2 separate regions of the Danio rerio genome follow, and region 2 is linked to region 1. A link is a contact called in public Micro-C data. All regions are on one chromosome and are shown on one strand. The core of a region is the stretch at or near the end of the contact, and the rest is flanking DNA. Distances in the headings are between cores, read along the strand shown. Region 1 holds the start of cfdp1 (craniofacial development protein 1). Region 2 holds the start of nudt21 (nudix hydrolase 21).

Region 1 (5,151 bases), core at 1,351-3,850:
ACTGCGTCACCTGAACAACTGTTTTAAAAAATTTTAAAACTATAATAAACTAAATCTATGAACAACAATCTGTCCAGGTCAATGTCCTTCAGCAGTAAATACATCAACAGAGAAGGACCACAAGAATGCAGAACAAATGGTAGGGCTTTAACTAAAAAAAAAAAAGTTTAACAATAACAATCTGCATTAGCAAAATAAACATAGTAAATTTTGATTTCACACAGACTTTAAACAAAACCTCTTTTATTTGTGTTTGTATTCTTGAGCTGATACTTTACCTTCTGAGAGCTTGCACTTGGAACTTCTGCTTTGGGTCTAGGGATATCACTCAGAAAACTAGCCCAAAGATCATCTGCTTTCTTCTTCTGCCGCTCTTCAATGTCTCCTACTGACTTGGTTACAAAATCGTCTTCCTTTGGCTCATCTTCGTCCTTCTGCTGATCTGCTGTACTTGCCTCGCCATCCTCCACCAGTTTGAGGCCTCCTTTTTTCCTTTTTCTTTGGAAACAAGGAGAAAGTGACAACTACAAATTAAAACAGTTGTCATTTAATCACGGTTCACTTGCTCCAATTGCTGAGCTTCTTCTTTTGAACAAAAAAAAAAAAAGACGTTTTGTAGAATGCTGGAACCGTCAGCCGCTGACTTCCATAATATTTTTTCCTACACTGTATGTCAATGGCTAGCGGTTTTCAGCATTATTAAATTTTTTTGTGTGTTTAACAACAAAAAAAAGCCCCTTAAGATGTTTGGAACCACTTGAGTTAAGTAAATTGTAAGTACATTTACATTTTTAAGGTGAACTATTCCTACAAGTGGGTTTAAAGTAAATGTCAGTAAAATCATCTATACCTCATATTACACCTGCACAAATTAATAAATTTAAAACCGATATCTCGATTTGAAAAGGTGTAATTTCACATCGCAAAAGCTACGATTATTTCAATTATTACTATGGCGAGAGAGACATAGAACATAGAACTACATCGTATAATTATTATTTACCTATAGGCCTATTATTTAAGATTTTATTATTAATTTATAAAACTTCATTATATTTATAATACTTTGATGCATCACTTGCTTTTGTTCATATCACGGACAGTTTACCTAATAAAGTTTATTAAAATATTAATAACAAGAGAACATGGGCTGCTCTCCAAAAGCAAAAAAGATAAAATTTACATTAGTTTATTTGCTATAAATGCTCATGAAATTGATATGAAGAAAAATGTAACACAATCTAAATGTTAAGGATTTAAATTAGATTATAAATATAATTTATTTAATTTAATTAAAAATAATGTAGTTATTATCTTAATTTGTCATGAATGGTTTTAAATATACAGTAGCATAGTGTAGCGTACTTTGTGAATATGCTTGGTTGGTGCCGATAAAACCACCACATCAAACCTGCAGCTCCTTTATAAAATTACAGTAAATTGCAAATCACAATTTTGATTAGATAAATCGCAAATAGATTTTCTTTCTCCAAATCGGGCAGCCCTACCTCATATGGACATCTGCTTTACTTTTCTTCTTTTTCTTTGTTAAATTTTCCGGCGTCTGCCGGTCGTGATCCTCCCCTTCCAGCGCATCCTCCTTTACACAATCATTAATGTCATCCTCACTCAAGTTATCATCTGATCAAAGAAAAAAATGAAATAAATGTAAATAAAATCACGACAATGAGACAAAACAAACATGCAAACATAGTATTTACTGCAGCATAGACATTTGAAAGGACAATGTATAATATATGTAATATAATATTTAAAAATAATATGAAAAATGCCAAACGTCCCTTTCAATAACTCAAGATTAAAGTATATTTACAACTCTTGGGAGCAGTACAATATGAAGTAGCAGATTTCCAACTCCATTGACCTTCATTTCTCTATATACTGTTAGTTAAAATCTTTCTAATATTTTCCATAGTTAAAAATGAGTATTTTTTCCTTCTTAGTACCAGTTTGTAATTATTATGAAGATTAAGACAGTTGCCCAACAGCATGTATGATTGTTTACATCTTTGTCATCACTCTTACTGCCAGGTGAACATCTTTCAAAAACTAACGTATTAATAGTTACTTAAATATGAAAACATTATAATGCAGGGGTCTTCAAAGAGGGATATGAATATCTCACACACAATGTATGTAAACAGATGTATGATTTTCTAGATAATTATTTATAAATGAAAGCAAAGTATGAGCATTATCAATGTATTCGTTTTATTTATTTGTGCCTGCATATTAAATAAAAACGATGTAAACAGGGGGACAGTATAGGTATACATATACAAAGAACAGTCGAGTTAGCTTAGCTACATCACTACTCTTTCATATATATATATACAACCATGCTAATTTCATGCTAAACATCTTATCGTTACCTGAAGGGACATAGTCTTCATCTTCGTTTGATGAATAACCATCCGAGTCGTAATCTGAATAATTCATTCTTGTGTCGTACGTGCAGTGCGCTGTAGAATTAGCTGCTAAATCAGAGAAAAACTCCAAAAAATACTTGCAAGAAACACTGGGGCTAACCAGCTAGCTTTGAACAAACGTGTGGTTGCTTTACTAAAAGCCCAGCATGTTAGCTTGCTAGCTTCATCCGATCGCTAAAAGAGCGACTCAACGGCTCATCGTCAGCCTCCAGGCTCGTCGTTTCTTTCATCTTCAAGTCCTTGAGCTAAAATTAAAGACACAATATTTAGAAAATGTTTTTTAACAACAACAATATCAACAAATATTCAACCAAACGGTAGTAAAGCATTGTATATTGTGTAATTAATCTAAAGATAACGAACCACAATATATATTATAGGTTGTTTTGATTGTATTCTGTTGTATTAAACTTTTTAATGTTTATAATATTTCTAATTATGTAATTAAAGGTAAATATATTCTTAAGGTTAGCAATAATAACAGCACAGAGTATACAAAAAATAATAATTAAAAATCTATAAATACACCAATATATTCTGTTACAAATTATTTATATCTTAAAAAAACGTTCAAATCATGTTCTAAAACGGACAAAAATACAACAACAACAATAATAATAATAATAGGGATTATTATGACCATTGTTATATTAGTAAAGAATTAATATAATATATAGTTATTAAAATATAATATATAATTATTAAAATAAAATTATCAATAATAAGGATTGTTATGACCATTGTTATATTATTCATTCATTTTCTATTCGGCTAAGTCACTTTATTAATTCAGGGTCACCACAGTGGAATGAACCGCCAACTTATCTAGTACGTTTTTATGCAGCGGATGCCCTTCCAGCCGCAAACCATTTCTGGGAAACATCCACACACACACACTCATTCACACACATACACTAGGGACAATTTAGCCTACCCAATTCACCTGTACCAAATGTCTTTAGACTGTTGGGGAAACTGGAGCACCTGGAAGAAACCGACGCGAACGGAGGGAGAACATGCAAACTCCACACAGAAACGGCAACTGACCCAGCCGAGGATCGAACCAGCGACCTTATTGCTGTGAAGCGACAGCACTACCTACTATGTCACCGCGTCACCCATTGTTATATTAGGAAAGTTTTAATATAATATATAATTTTTAAAATATATAATATGTAATTATTGAAATAAAATAATAATAATAACAATAGGGATTATTATGGCTATTGTTATACTAGTAAATTATTAATATAAAATATAATTATTAAAATGAAATAATAATAATAATAATAATAATAATAGGGGTTATTATGGCCATCGTTATATTAGTAAAGTATTAATGTAATATATAATTATTAATATAAAATATAATAATAGAGTATTAATATAATAGATAATTATTAAAATATAATAATAATAATAATAATAATAATAATTTACAAATAACAAAAGAGTAAATAAAATAAAAAAAAAATAAAACATCAAAAAAATCCTTGAGGAACACAGAAACAAATCCATCCATATGATTTTTAAGTCCAGTATTACGGCAACCGTTCAGGGACATACCACACAAACCCTTCAAGTCCCGCCCACAAGCCCGTAGCAAATCGCAGGTGACAGCGAGATAATCTCAAACCAACAACAGTAGTGGTGGATAAAACCATCATTCATATCGATTTTTGATCGGTGTTGCAGATCGTCTGTAGATTAATAGTGCTTTTAGCTAAATGACAGCAAATCCGCACAGTCATCGGCTTTTGCGGTTTGAAACGAGCTTCTTGCAGATGGACGAGCATCTGTGCTAAAAACAAACGCTCCGCTAAAGCCCACCTTCCCTTTCTAATGCTGTTATTCGGCTTTGATACTTCTGTTACGGATGATCGAAGCGTTGATCGTTGGAGAAATGCAGGACGTGCAGATTGGATTCGTCAAGCAGATCCTCAGTTTGAATTTGGTGCCCAGGTCTAATAACACCACCTGCGGGAACAACACCTCTCTGTGCGACTTCTCGGGTGAGTTTTAACGCCACCGCCGACAGCACACATCAGCATCGACCGGCTCATATTTATGCTGCTGAAACTCTTTTGCTGTTGTGTATGTTCTCCATTACACCGAAGCCGACATTCAGCTTTCAGACTGGAGATCTGTTAGCATCTAATGCTAATGTGTTAGCTTGACCGCCTAGTTATACGTTTATTTGGATTCTTGTGTTTGTTGTAATGGTGGTGACATTGGTGGGATCTGTCTGTAGTTTTGTTGGTGTGTCTTGTTCAAATCGTCGTTCTGTATGTGTTGTTCTGTCGGCTTTATATGTGGGACATTCTAACTTACCAGAAACGTAGATTATGTGTCCCTGAAACCCTTGTTGTGCTGTAAATTTAAAATGTATTTTAAAAAAGAACTTCAGAAATAGCAAGTTTAAGTTTTCATCATTCCCATCAGTTGATTAAAAACATGAAATTATAATTAAATTCTACAAATAAATACCTTTTTACGATTGTCCCCATGTTTCTATCAGTCCTGTCACATTTGCATTACATTTAACATAAAATGCGTGCAATACACCTTTAAGGCTGTGACTGAATTGACATCATTTGATGGAGGTGAAGCTGACAATGATCAACAATACATTCTATCATTGAATTGTATGATTTTATGTTTTTGGATGATTTTTTTGAGGATGACAAGCTTAAAGGTCGGG
Region 2 (5,151 bases), core at 1,411-3,910, 320 kb before region 1:
AAAACACTTTATTCATAAAATTTTGCTAAAGTACATTAAAATATCATTTTAGGGCCAGTTTAGCTTTGCAAACATAGAACAACAAATGAAGCACAATATACACAAAACTATTTTTTTTTTAACATTGCATTCAGTAAGTTATTACAAAAGAAGAAACTATAAGCACTGAAATTGAAACGAGTAACATAAATAAATAAACAAAAATAAATTTATGTTTGTATAATAGTTTCCCCTTGTTATTTTCTGCATGTACAATATTACTCCTTAAACAAAGGAGAACAGCAAAAAGCAGGACTCCATGTGTATGTTCATTACCTCTCTGTATGCCAATTTCAGCATTCAAATGTTCAGTGTCAAATGTACATCCACAGCCTTGGAGGACTCCCTTTCATCTTAGCTTATGACCATCGTCTAGGATTTATTTTCAAGAAAACTGTGAAAGGAAAGAATACTTTTATCTTCAGAAGTAATGCACTAAATAAAATTGACAAAGTAACACGCCTTTTCAGATTTTTTTGGAAGGGAAAAGTGTTTACTTGCCGAATTAGATAAAAGCATCAAAAAATATTTTGATATTACATTCCATGAACACATTTAACATTTAGTTTAGTTCTAATTTTGCAGTGTAAATAATTTCATTTGATTTGTAAGTCCTACAATACCTTGGTATAACTTAATGCAATATTCAAGTGTAAGAAATTTGAAAATAATCCATTTAATTAAACAAACAATTTGCCTACAAGTAGATGCATCCCTACCCATCACAGTGACATCACTCACTCCATTGGGTGCATTGTGTCTGATATAGCATCGATGAGTGATGCAATCTCAGCTTGCATCATAAAGGCTGCATCCAGATACTATTGGAATGATGTCACCAACATCTCATACTGAATTGACAGAATGTTTTACTCAGGCACATTACACTAAAGCTGCAAGTGGTATGGACTTTGAAGTGTAAGAATTTTCCTTAAACCTATTGTTCAAATTTACTACCCAATTGGTGGCTGTTTTTTGCCCCATTGACTTTCATTATAACAACTTTTTTTTGATTGCAAAACCATGACAGCAAATAATCACCCACTCTTGATTGCTGCTGGTTTTCCCTGTTGAGAAGAGGTACAATTTGCCATTTTTCCTTTTGATGATCGCTTAGGACCATTAACCCTTTAGATAGGCCTGTGCAAAAACATTTCTGGCTTTTATATGGAGCTCTATGGAGTAAAAAGCAAATAATAGTGTGCATGCAGAAAGACACTTACTGTGTTAAGTATTTTCTGAAAGCTGAGGTGTTTATTAAGATTTTCTCAGACATATCAAGGTATGTGCACTAAGCTGTTTTTGCACTGCATTATATACTGCTTAAAGCACAGGTGTCAAACTCAGTTCCTGATGGACCACAGCTCTGCACAGTTTAGCTTAACCCTAATTAAACAAACCTGATTAAACTAATTGAGTCCTTCAGGTTTCAGGTAAGTATATCGAAGCAGGGTTGAAGCTAAACTGTGCAAGGTTGCGGCCCTCCAGGAACTGAGTTTGACATTCCTGGCTTAAAGAATGGCAATAATTGATCACATGTTTAGCAAAATATGCAAGTGATTCAGTGTAGGCTAACTTGTTGTGCCTCCAACACAGGTAGAAAAGAATTCTGACCCAGATATGGCATATATCTGGCAGGGCAGGCATTTGTCTGGCACTGGCATACAGCATGTAGGCCAAACATGGCCCTGGTTTGGCAGAGGTGGCACCGTCTTTAAGACGGCACACAATAGGCCTACTCGGGCCAGATGTTAACAATTGATATATGAGCCATGAACGTTAGGCTTATCTTGACCCACATTTAAAATACATTTTTATTATTTTCAAATAAAGAAAAAAATTCTACCAAGTACCAATCATCGCTTCGAGAAAAAGCAAGCCCATAGCATGCCTAAAGCGCAATGATCCCTGAGTATATCAATTTCATTGCAGACGGGATACAAAAACATATCTGGTGAAGTTTAGGCTCAGTTATGGGTTATTAACTTGTCTGAGACTTGGCCCAGATATTGTCCATGTTTGGTCCTTGTCTAAAAGCCAGAATTGGTCCACTCATATACCATAATTTACTGCCGCAAGTGGGCCAAGCAAAAGCTGATTATGTGGGCCAGATATTTTTTGATATGTGGGAATAGCACCGACTGATGATGTTTTAAAAACACCAAAGGTCCGTATAAAGTATTAAAAAAACTGTTCTGTTTACATTAAAGCAAAAATTAGGCTACGTATACACAAAGCAATCTTGCAAACATTAAATGGTAAAATTCCCTAAATAACTATTACAGGCTATATAAGTGGTTTAATTGTTACTGTCTTTTTCTGATTAATACATGGTTTAATAATCTAGTTTGGACATTTCTGTGGTATTCTTGTGTTTGTGATGTCAGGTTAACAGACACCAAAACACGCCTTGTAGCAGGCAGAAAAGTGTAATAAACAACCACAAACCCTCTGTTTGAAGGGTAAGGGTTTGAATCGTGTCTGGACTGTTCAAACCCACTACTTATAATGTGGAAAACAACTCTTGCTCATAGATCAGATGAGAAAAATCTGAAGAGCCGAAACACACGGTCGTAACACAGGAAGTAACCCAATGTCCCGGATGTGCTTTCACAGCAGAGCGCCGTATTCCAGTTTTCATCGAGCGCCAAGGCTGTGCAATTCAATCACAGTAATAAAGTAATCAACGTGGAAAAAAACGCGATTAGTGCAAATATTAGGAAGTGATTTAATAATCCGTCATACGATGTCAGTTGTACCTCCTAATCGATCATCTACCGGTTGGCCTCGAGGAGTAAATCAGTTCGGCAATAAATACATTACCCAGGCGACTAAACCCCTCACCCTGGAGAGAACAATCAACCTGTGAGTAACTTGAACTTAAAATTCAACACTACAAACGATATATGCGATTACTTAAACAAGCTTTAATGGTTGTAAATCCTAGTGCTGCTGCATTGTGCCTTTCATGTCAGTACGTTAGCATTGTTAGCGTTTGACCATGGCAGACTACCGTAGCTTCTTGCTGCCAGCTCTTGTTTGCATGCGTAACAATACAGTGAAATATTCAGAGTTTTGTTTTTTATGTGGCAAAATGCATGCACATTTATGGCAGTGTGTACATATGCAGGGATATTGAAATATAAGAGTTCGATATAGTTCTTATTAGTTTTGTATTCCATATGTTGCAGTTAGCATTGTTCTCGGTGATTTATCCTAGGGCTCTTTGCACATTTATTCGAAAATATCACTAACATTAGTCGACAGGCGCAATGTTATTGAAATGTTATTTGATTATTTGTGGTTTATGGTGTTATTTGTTATTATTTTGGTGTAACGTTAAGTATGACTTAGAAATCAAACAGTCGAATTCTTGAGCAAGTTACGTAAACAAATCCCAATCATTGATTATATTGAGTGACGGTAGAATTGTTATTATAATTGTTGATTTTGTTAATAACGCTAACCTTATGCCAATGTTAATCAAATATTAATATGAATGATCTTTAATGTAAATTCAAATTTGATATTGAAACCCTTATTTGGGAGTATTATTTTTAATTTGTACAAAAAGCTGTATGAAAACACAATGGAATGAAACGCCCATAATAGGCGAGCACAAGATCCAAATTACACTTTGTATAAAATTAATAAATGATTGCTCTTTTAAAGGTAGGACCTGTGAAATAAAATAAAAAGTAAAAATAAAGCTTTTTAGATGTTAGTTTTGAGGATATCTATAAGCTAGTGTGCTCAAACAGTGACTCAATTTGCGTTATAAGATATATACACATCTAAAGCCCGCAGTTTGTCACTTCCGCCTAATCTATGATTATTCATAGGTCACTTCATGTTTTACTTACTCACCAAATCTTGACCAATCAAATGCTCTCTAGTATGTGAGCATAAACCCCACCCCCTGCCAAGATGGTTCTCATTTGCTATTCATTTGATGCCTTAAGCTCAAACACTCTCATTGGCAGAGATTGTTTGTGATAAAAACAAAACGCTATTCTCTGTTTTTATTTTCTAAAGGGGAGGAACTGCCACCATTTCATTATGTTTCAGTTGAGATTACCTCAAACATGGAATATAAATGCCCATTTCAAAGCACTTCACAAAACCTTTAAACATTCAAAATACCACAGATTGGTAATGCCTTCTGGTCAAAATTAGAGCAGCACAATATTAGGGAGAAATTACCAAGTGATATTTTAATCCTCTGCGATGTACATTGCGATAATTTTACTAGATGAAATGAGTAGGTCTATTCAAAAAGAATTCATAATTTAGGTGATTTATTAAGGGAGTGATTTTGCAATAATATACAGTAACAAACCAATCACAAGCTTTGATAAATACAGTTGGGAATCTGGCATAATTCAGACGCACAGATACATGAACCATTGGATTTTAATAACTTTTTGAAATAATTATGATGAAATGCATCCTCCATTACATAAATTGTGACTTTTTGTGACCCCTTGATATGCAACCACTTATTTGAAAACAAGATTCTTAAAGGTTTTGAAGCTTTATGGAAATTTACATGACTAGCGGCTAGGGCTGCACTGTATTTGAAAAATCTAACATTGGGATATGTTTTTGTTCTGTGACATAAATTGCAATATAAATACAATTTTACAAGCCTATTTGGAAAGAATTAGAAATTTTAGATTGATTGGGATGATTTTGTAGAAGAGTGCATGCATAAAAAAATAAGAAACAAGCATAGAAAAATTCAATAAAGAAAAATACAAATTACATAAACAGTGTTTTATTGTTTTTGAGGAGTCAAACTGCATTTAGGTGTACAGTAAATGATTAATTGTAAAATAAAACAAGCAAATTCATCATTATTATTTTTTAGTTAAAAGCTGTACACATGCTGTTAAAACCCTCACACAATCACAGGCCTCAAAAACACTTGAAATATTGTAAATTATAACCCAGACTCAACATTGCATATACTCGTGATTTGACTATTGCGAATGTTCACATTGCGATATCAATGCTGAAACGATATATTGTGCAGCCCTACTACTAGCGGCCACATACAGTGCTTGCCATCTTTTTTCCCTCATTATTTTGTTATGATGCTATGTTTTGTTT

Evidence for each region. Hi-C and Micro-C count contacts between places; a contact is called where the count stands out from the background.
Region 2: a contact with region 1 is called in a Micro-C map of caudal fin, with 4 times the contacts expected there. The contact joins the promoter of nudt21 here to the promoter of cfdp1 in region 1. A contact is called at or near these places in 3 of 18 Hi-C or Micro-C datasets (caudal fin, embryo and an unstated tissue) and 2 of 4 datasets of contacts at active chromatin or transcription factors (caudal fin and embryo).

Annotation. Positions count from the first base shown.
Region 1 is chr18:23,804,103-23,809,253 of GRCz12tu, reverse strand. cfdp1 (craniofacial development protein 1) reads right to left here and starts at 2,600. Exons shown (of 7, transcript NM_001100035.1): 1 at 2,394-2,600; 2 at 1,509-1,641; 3 at 279-498. The coding sequence starts at 2,460. It overlaps tmem170a (transmembrane protein 170A), which reads left to right and starts at 4,080. Exons shown (of 3, transcript NM_200689.2): 1 at 4,080-4,462. The coding sequence starts at 4,327.
Region 2 is chr18:24,124,463-24,129,613 of GRCz12tu, reverse strand. nudt21 (nudix hydrolase 21) reads left to right here and starts at 2,660. Exons shown (of 7, transcript NM_201117.1): 1 at 2,660-2,904. The coding sequence starts at 2,786.